Regions from separate parts of the Zea mays genome. Here region 2 is linked to region 1. Evidence: chromatin contacts called from public Hi-C data. All regions are on one chromosome and are shown on one strand. The core of a region is the stretch at or near the end of the contact, and the rest is flanking DNA. Distances in the headings are between cores, read along the strand shown.

Region 1 (3,916 bases), core at 864-3,363:
TGACCCGCTGAAGTCTCCGTGTATTTTGGTTCATCATGACCCACTTGCTAGAGAATAAACAATACAACTCTGTTACGTGTACTGTACATTGTGATAAAAGATATGGAAAATTTTGAACTAAAAGACAACAAAGAATAGATCTGATAGGCCCAATACTGCTGTGCTGCTAAAGCAGCATAAATTGATCTCACTTCCTAAATATCAAGGCTGCTTTAAGTAGAGACAGCAATAACAGATATGGCCAACATATTTGAGTGAATGGTAAGTGCGACCAAGAGGAACAGGCATGTTAAAATCCACAGAAGTTTATCAATCACCTAAAAGTCTACACCACTCGCCTAACAAGATGGGAATGATTTTTTCTGTTATTTGCCAAGAGATAGAAATGTGATGGCTACCATGCCATCTGACGGAAAAATTTTAGGTCCTGTGACCTGTATTACACTCAAGAAGCTATCAGCAAGTACCTGGTAGCTCTGCCAATAACTTCACCATTAGCTAGGTCCTTGAGGATCCAATCACGACGGGTACCAATTCTTCCATCTTCTTGGCACCATGTTTCGATCTCAACAACATCACCCCTACCAGCAGCAGAGTTACCAGTCAGGATCAAACCTTACCAAAGAGGGGTAAAAGGTGCAAACAAAGCTTCAATGTAAGCTTAAAAAACTACCAAGCTGGGTACTTGTAGATCTCAATGTGCATTCTGTTCGTCACCCAAATAAGTCCAAGTTTTCTCATTGTAGTGGTCGTGGCGAAGCCATCAGTGGAGAACCCAACACTTTGTGCATGGTTACATCCTACCTCCTGTATTTACAAAAATGCTTACAATTAAAGATACAAAAAATATAGGGAATAAAAAAACATTGGTACACTTGTTTATAGTAGGCCTTATATAAATGGCAGTAATATTGATACTTAAGAATCAATTGATAAAATCCGAACCAATGGAGTTGCCCATGTCCCATTTGGTGTGATTTTAACTTTTGAACTTGGATCACAAACCAATTCCACCACCACTAACTCCAGCGATCTGTACCCTATATGAAATTTCGTGTGTGCATGCCAAAGCAAGCACATCCAGGAAATTGGTGCCGGTGACAACTACCCCATGTTCTTCTAAGTAGTCAGCCCATGACTCAACTCATAGTTGCCCATGAGATATTTCGGCACGCCAGTTTAAGGCTCTGATCGCTTCTCCGAGGACTGGCAGACAAAGAAAATTGCACTAGGTTTTAGCATTGGAGTGGTCAATTTGTTGCATGCACACTAGGAGCAAATTTCTGTGGGCGATTTACCACTTTGCAACACTAACAAGACCGGGACAGTCATACCATTTTAATCCACCAAACACGAACTAAGCTACACCCTAGCTCTAACTTAAGCAAAGGGCATGGCACAGAATTGTGGAGTAACAATATTCCTCTTTCACAATTCCATCCTAGCACAAAAGAGGAGCTCTGATTGTAGCACAAGTTTGGAGAGTTCTAAATTCAGATCCAGACATCCGACCTCTTGAATCCAGGCATAGCCCGAATCCAATAAAGAAAAGCACGCCACAAATCTGGCCTCCGCAGGGCACTGATCCGAACTTTAGGAAGCAGAGCCCCCCACGGCGCGAGCTCGCGAGCATACCTGGAGGAGATTGGCGATGGTCTCAACGGTGGCCGTCTTGTTGATCCCCACCTCGTAGCAGCGCACGATGAAACTCTCCTTGTACGATAGCCCGTCCTCCAGGAGGTTCCCCAACCGCAGCCGCTCGGCCAGGCTGGGCCGCGCGTCACCCCCTTCCGCCTTAGCTAACGCCGCCGTGACAGCCGCGTGGCCCGGCGAAGCCGCCTCGATCCCGGACACCTGCGGCGCACCCCGCGCGCACCGCACTACCACCGCGGGCGCCGCCGCCGGAGGCGACTCCCACCTTCCGTGGTGGCGGAGCGGCGCGCGGGCGCATTGCGGTGGCGTGTGGCAGCGCAGCATGGGTGGCGGATGCGTCGGTTCGAGAAGGCTCGTGGGCCAGTCGCCGCCGCCGCCGAAGCGGGGTTTGGTTTACACGGGCGGAGCGGGGTGGGGTTGGCGCGGCGGGCAGCCGGGCACTGCACAGTGGATATGAAAAAGGGGCCAGGGACGGTGGCGGGCGGTGGACCGGGCGCACGGGGCGATAGGAACGAGGACGTGCTGGACGACGTGCTGGCGGTGGGGAAAAGGAAGGAACAAGGAAATCTCTGGACCCTGTGCATGCGCCGGTGGTGGTCCACAACTCTACGGCGGTGGTGATGTCGTCGCGCCGACTGGATTTCGCGTGCGGTGTGCGGTGTGCGGTGCGAGTGTCAGCATGTGTATAGTGTACAGGGTAGGGATGGCACAGCATGTGTATAGCGTACAGGGTAGGGATGGCAACGGGACCGTTTGGGTCTGATGGAATCTCCGTAGGCACTGCAGACCTTAATCTAAAACCGCTATGCCTATGAACATCAATTCAGATTTAAAACAAATTAGACCCCGTTTGAATATCTAGAGCTAATAGTTAGAACAAAAAAAAGTTACTGATGTAATTAGCTAACTGATAAATAGTTGGTTAACTATTAGCTAATTTTATTCATATTAAACAAATAAGATGAGCAGATCGAAGTTAGTAAAAAATTAAACAAATTATAAATTGAGACATATAGAGTAAAAATTTACGATATCAGTATCCTCAACTATACAACATACCCTGCAAGAAACAAGATACACAAGAGCCAAAGTGTGGAGCTCATATCCACTAAATATATCACAACGCAGATAGCTAGAGACCTTATTAGTCACAAGCTAGTGTTATGAAAGTCTCCTTTCACGGGTGTCCAACATTATTTTAGGGTGTGTTTAATTGTTGATGAGTTAACTAAATGGAGCGATTTCATTCCAGATTTTTAAGATGTGTTGTTTTAATCTATGTTTGGTAAGTTGAACAGAGTCATTCAATTTTTTGTTTGGTTGAAGGGTAGAATAGAGTGAAGTTGTTCTGTTCTTTGTTTGGTTAGAGAGTCATATGAGTGTAGAGATAATGAGAGGGAGGAGAGCACTCGCATTCGGGGGAGCACTCGCATCCTATCGTTTTGGTGAAGCGGGAGCATTCTAACTATTTATATTAAATTTTCAAATGAAAACTTTAGGTGTCGTTCCGCTCTTTTTTTTGATGGAAATCAAACATTCAGAAAATAAGAATGGGTCGCTCCGTTCTTATTCACTTCTCAACCAAACACACCCTTAAGCGAAGAGGACAAGTTTAAATGGAAACTACACTAGAGTTGAGTTTTTTTTTTTTGCAAAATCTTATTATCTTGCATTAATCTATCAGGATGTGCCCAATTCTAACGAATGTTTGTGAAAGAAGTACCTTAGTAGATCAAGACATCTTTATCTTTGATGTGGCGTTGTTTTAATTTAATGAAACATAATTGGTGTTTCTGTCATGAAGATGAAACAATTTAATATCTGTTTTTCTTCATCTGCAAATAGGTTTGGTGTTTGGCTATGAGGGATTAGACACGACTCGTATTTAATACTTCATCCGTTCTTTTTTATTTGTTACGTTTTAGTTCAAAAATAAACTAACAGGTGATAAATATTTGCGAACGGAGATAGTACATAGTACTTCTTAAAGCTAGTGCTACTTGTTGGGTTGTGTTATTATACAGGAACATAATAGTATTTAAAAACAAACAAATGTTATTTTTGCAGGTTATTTTCTCAATTCGTATTGACTTCATAGAAATGTTATTTGTAGGTTATTTTCTCAATTTTTTGTATTGGCTCAATACCGGGCTATTCTTCAGAAGACCTCTTCACAAGATATGGTTGTAGTGGCTCATAGTTTTTTGAGAAGGTGGCTAAAGCCGACTCTAGCAGTTTACTTATAAATTGTTTTACATTGTTC
Region 2 (3,916 bases), core at 501-3,000, 130 kb before region 1:
TGCTCACGGTTATGAGCGACCTTGGGATCCTCTTTGATTAGAGATACAGATGATCTGAGATACAATGATTCTATTGATGGTTTTGGTTATGATGATGATAATGATGTTCCTCGATGAGGAAATGATTCATGGGTTGGTTATTGCTAAAATTTGGCTTCCACTAATAATAAATACCTGATCAACTAAAAGCAACTCCTTGATCTTAACCCCATATAAAGCTAGTCCAGTTTAGCCAAACGGGACATTTATTGAGTACGTTGATGTGTACTCACCCTTGCTTTATAAACCACCCCACCTAGGTTGTCCCCACTATACTCAGTGCTCAGGAGGAGATGCTGGCAACATGGAGGATTTTGAGGAGTTTCAGGACTACGATGAGTTCTAGTTTACCTTAGTGGCAAACCCCTAGTCAGCTGCCTGTGTAGGCTTATCTTCTACGTTTTGTATTCCTGCACTTTGATATTAATGGTAAAGACTATGGTTATGTATTAGACTTTGTGGATGTCTTGGACATCTTGTTGTAAATAAAGTACCTTTCCACTAATTACTTTGAGCATTGTGTGATGATGTCCAATTATATAATCACTGTGTACGTGAGTTCTGATCCTAGCATGTACATAGTTCGCATTCGGGTTGCCTTCCAAAACCAGGTGTGACAATAGGCTTCAGCTATCGGCTTTAGGCATTCGCTGGAGAGCTCCTAAGTTACGGAGAGCCTTAGGATTGTTGTAAAGCAACCAATTGATAAGTGAAAGTCTCGGTTTATCAAAAGTGGTGATAAACTTGAGCAAAGGGAGGAAGGAGTTGAAATAGACTCCAAGCTGATTGGCTAACTCAAACGTGAACATATGCAAGCATTTGAGGCTTGGCTGACCCATGGGATAAATTGTATCTTGTCCCTTGTTCTATTTGCTTACTTGCACTTCTTATATTTGCATTTTGTATTAGTGTTTGTGAAGTGCAGGTAATCATCGGATTAAGACATGGTTTCGTTGCTAGCGTCAAGTAAGTTAAGTTCAATTGGGTTGAAAAGTTTTAATTACCTATTCACCCTCTAGGTGACATCCAAAGTCTTTAAATGCCTAAAGGTACTTTCATAAGCAGAGGCCATATAATCAGTACATGGGTACAAGTAGGAACATTTTCTTGTTGATGATAGATGAGAAAAAGTCCTTAGAAGAAGATTTATCCCATACCGGTAGAGTCTCGGGACGTCGTGGAGTTTCATTGAACAAGTCGGTGAATGTATCAAAGTTCAGATTTCACCTTGGATCCATAATGAAAGAGAGGTTTGAAGGCTATAAAGAGAGAAGGCAAGTGAATTGGAGGTGAGGGGTGTGAATGGATTCAAACACCTTCCTCTATTTATAGATTGGATTCAAGTTGTCTTAGTTTTCTTGAATTTTAAATAATTAAAATAGCGCTAATCAAACAAGAACTTCCACATCAGTAAGAAGTGTATCGGAGATCGGTACTAACCTGGTATACAACATGTAGATCGGTATCAGTCGATCTGATTACGATGCGATCGATACCCAATTGATCCATAAGAGCAAGTATAATAAAGTTACATGGACAGTCTGCAAGAGATGACATGCTATATTTATAGTGACACGAAAGAAAGAGAATTAAAGAGAAAAGGAAGTTGACGGTTCACTAATAGTCAACTAAAAGGTGGACTGCTCATAGACTCTTAACACAATTTGAGAGAAAGATGGACTAAGTACCAAATGCCACCGGCCACCGGCCACCTCACCAACTCCCCTACAAGCCGCCGGGCCGAACGACCGAAGCATCCACTTCCAAAGTGTACTGTTTGCTGCCCGCCTGGCGCCTGCCCCCATAACTACTCTGCCACCAATCCGGGGAGGAATCAACCTAGCGGTAAGCGGACATGGCGGCGGCGAAGATAGCGCCGTCGATGCTCTCGTCGGACTTTGCCAACCTCGCTTCGGAGGCTGAGCGCATGGTCCGCCTAGGCGCCGACTGGCTACATATGGACATCATGGTACGATCCCCTTCCCCCTTCCGGCCAATTCCGTCTCATCTATTGCGGGCGCAGGCGCAGCACGGCAGCACCGCTAATACGAATAAGCAGCGGCCTCTGATCCGAGATCCGAGCGATAGTATTTCTGGTCAGCCGGCAGGGTTGAGTACGCTGCCTGTAACCGTGTCCTATGGCGTGCACAGGATTGATCTACCGTTGACTAACTTGCTGTTGGAAACTTTTTTCACGAACTTAGAGCTGGCGCATCATTTTGAAAGAGAGGTTGCAGTTGCATCCATTACTATGAAAATTAGGTTTTATGCGATTCTGTGGCATTTAGAGTGATCGATTCTCGATTCTGTAGGATTTGTTCAGAATTGGGCATTTGTCTTGTTGGCTTGTCGACCTACCCTCTAGTGTATTACTATATGCATGTCTTCATGCAGAAGTTAGCTGAATATCGACTTTTAGAGTGGAAATTAAGCTTCTTTAGTATCAGTTTCCTCCTAGTGCAGTAATGCTGTACTCAATTGTACTGATCTGCTTACTGCAAACTGCTAGCTGTCGTTTTGTTCATGGTACCTAGTAGTTATCTGCTTATGTATTCTTTTTAGCTAAATTCTGCTGCCACCTGTGACTGGTTTTGTTTCTGTTCACATCTGTATGACTGATGATATAAGAATTGAAAGCTTATCCTATGCTGACTTCTGTTCTTATTACTCATATTTTCTTGTAGGATGGGTGAGTTGGTCTCTAATTCTCAATGAGGATATTTTACTTCTATTGTGGTTTGCTACTGAAGTGTCCGGTGGTATAACTCTCAAATATCATTCGCCTTTTAAGCTGCTAGCATGATTGTAAGGTCGCTTACCACAGCTTACAGGAAGTAACTTATATGATGAATACATGACTGAAAGTAAAATTTTATACCCAGTGTCACTGTCCTTCAACTCATTCAGACCCTTATTCTTGTTCAGTTTTCACCTCTTCTTATGTGCTTTAGACGCCTTACTTATCAGAATATTCAATACATACAACATAATTTTGTGGAGTCTTATGATAGAATTTCCCTACAATTAAATGGGGACCTGCACATAAAAAGGGCATGGAAACAATAACACAGAATGTCCTATGGACCAACCTGAAAAAGGAAACAACATACTTTTGATTTTGTTTTTTTACATGTTTTTTGGAATGAAACTCTGTCATTGATAAAAGCATAAGGTAATTGCAAGTTGCAAATAATGAAAAAGAAAGTGCTGGTAACCTTTACTCAGATATTTCGGGAACTCTTTTGATGCTCTTTGAGAAAGAAAGTATCAGTATTAAGTGTCCAACTGCGTATGAATATGCTGTCCACTAAGATCCAACATTCCTTAGCGTAAATAGAGAAAATGAACACTTCTTTTTTCAAGATGGTGAAAGATACTTGCTACCATAGTCCATTCTATGAAAGATGGACCAAAGCAATTTATCTCCAGCTCTGAGATCCATGCAGGATTTGGAATTTGTAGGATAAAACAAAGTGTGTTAAACACATTACACATGTGTTCAATCCAAAATAATGACGAAATTGCTTAACTAAATAATGCCAATGTGCCCACAGCTTAGGTCCCAAGAATTTCTAGAGCTAGGAGTGAGGGCTCCAAAAGTTCTTCGATCTGGAGTTGTGCCAGATATGGTGTAAATACAAACAAGTGCCAATTTTTTCACTGCCATTACTTTGTTTATCAGGGGTCAGTTTCCTTTTTAAAAAAAACCTCTCAAGTACTTTGTTAAGCTATTTTGATGTCTGAAAAAGCTGGATCATCCTTATAGCTTATGGACTTTGAAGGACAAACCCTCAATTGTATTTGAAAAAAAACGATAATCACTTCCGAATCTATCCTTTAAGTATTTTATTTCAACTTTTCTATCTATTTGCAAATG

Evidence for each region. A called contact is a pair of places that touch in the nucleus more often than the background predicts.
Region 2: a contact with region 1 is called in a Hi-C map of leaf, with 5 times the contacts expected there. The contact joins the promoter of LOC100283478 here to the promoter of LOC100191192 in region 1. A contact is called at or near these places in 4 of 25 Hi-C or Micro-C datasets (ear, leaf and tassel).

The regions. Positions count from the first base shown.
Region 1 is chr7:142,421,332-142,425,247 of Zm-B73-REFERENCE-NAM-5.0, reverse strand. It overlaps LOC100191192, which reads right to left and starts at 2,113. Exons shown (of 7, transcript NM_001136627.3): 1 at 1,636-2,113; 2 at 674-807; 3 at 468-581; 4 at 1-47. The coding sequence starts at 1,977.
Region 2 is chr7:142,553,101-142,557,016 of Zm-B73-REFERENCE-NAM-5.0, reverse strand. LOC100283478 (ribulose-phosphate 3-epimerase) reads left to right here and starts at 1,750. Exons shown (of 8, transcript NM_001156378.2): 1 at 1,750-2,008; 2 at 2,724-2,728. The coding sequence starts at 1,895.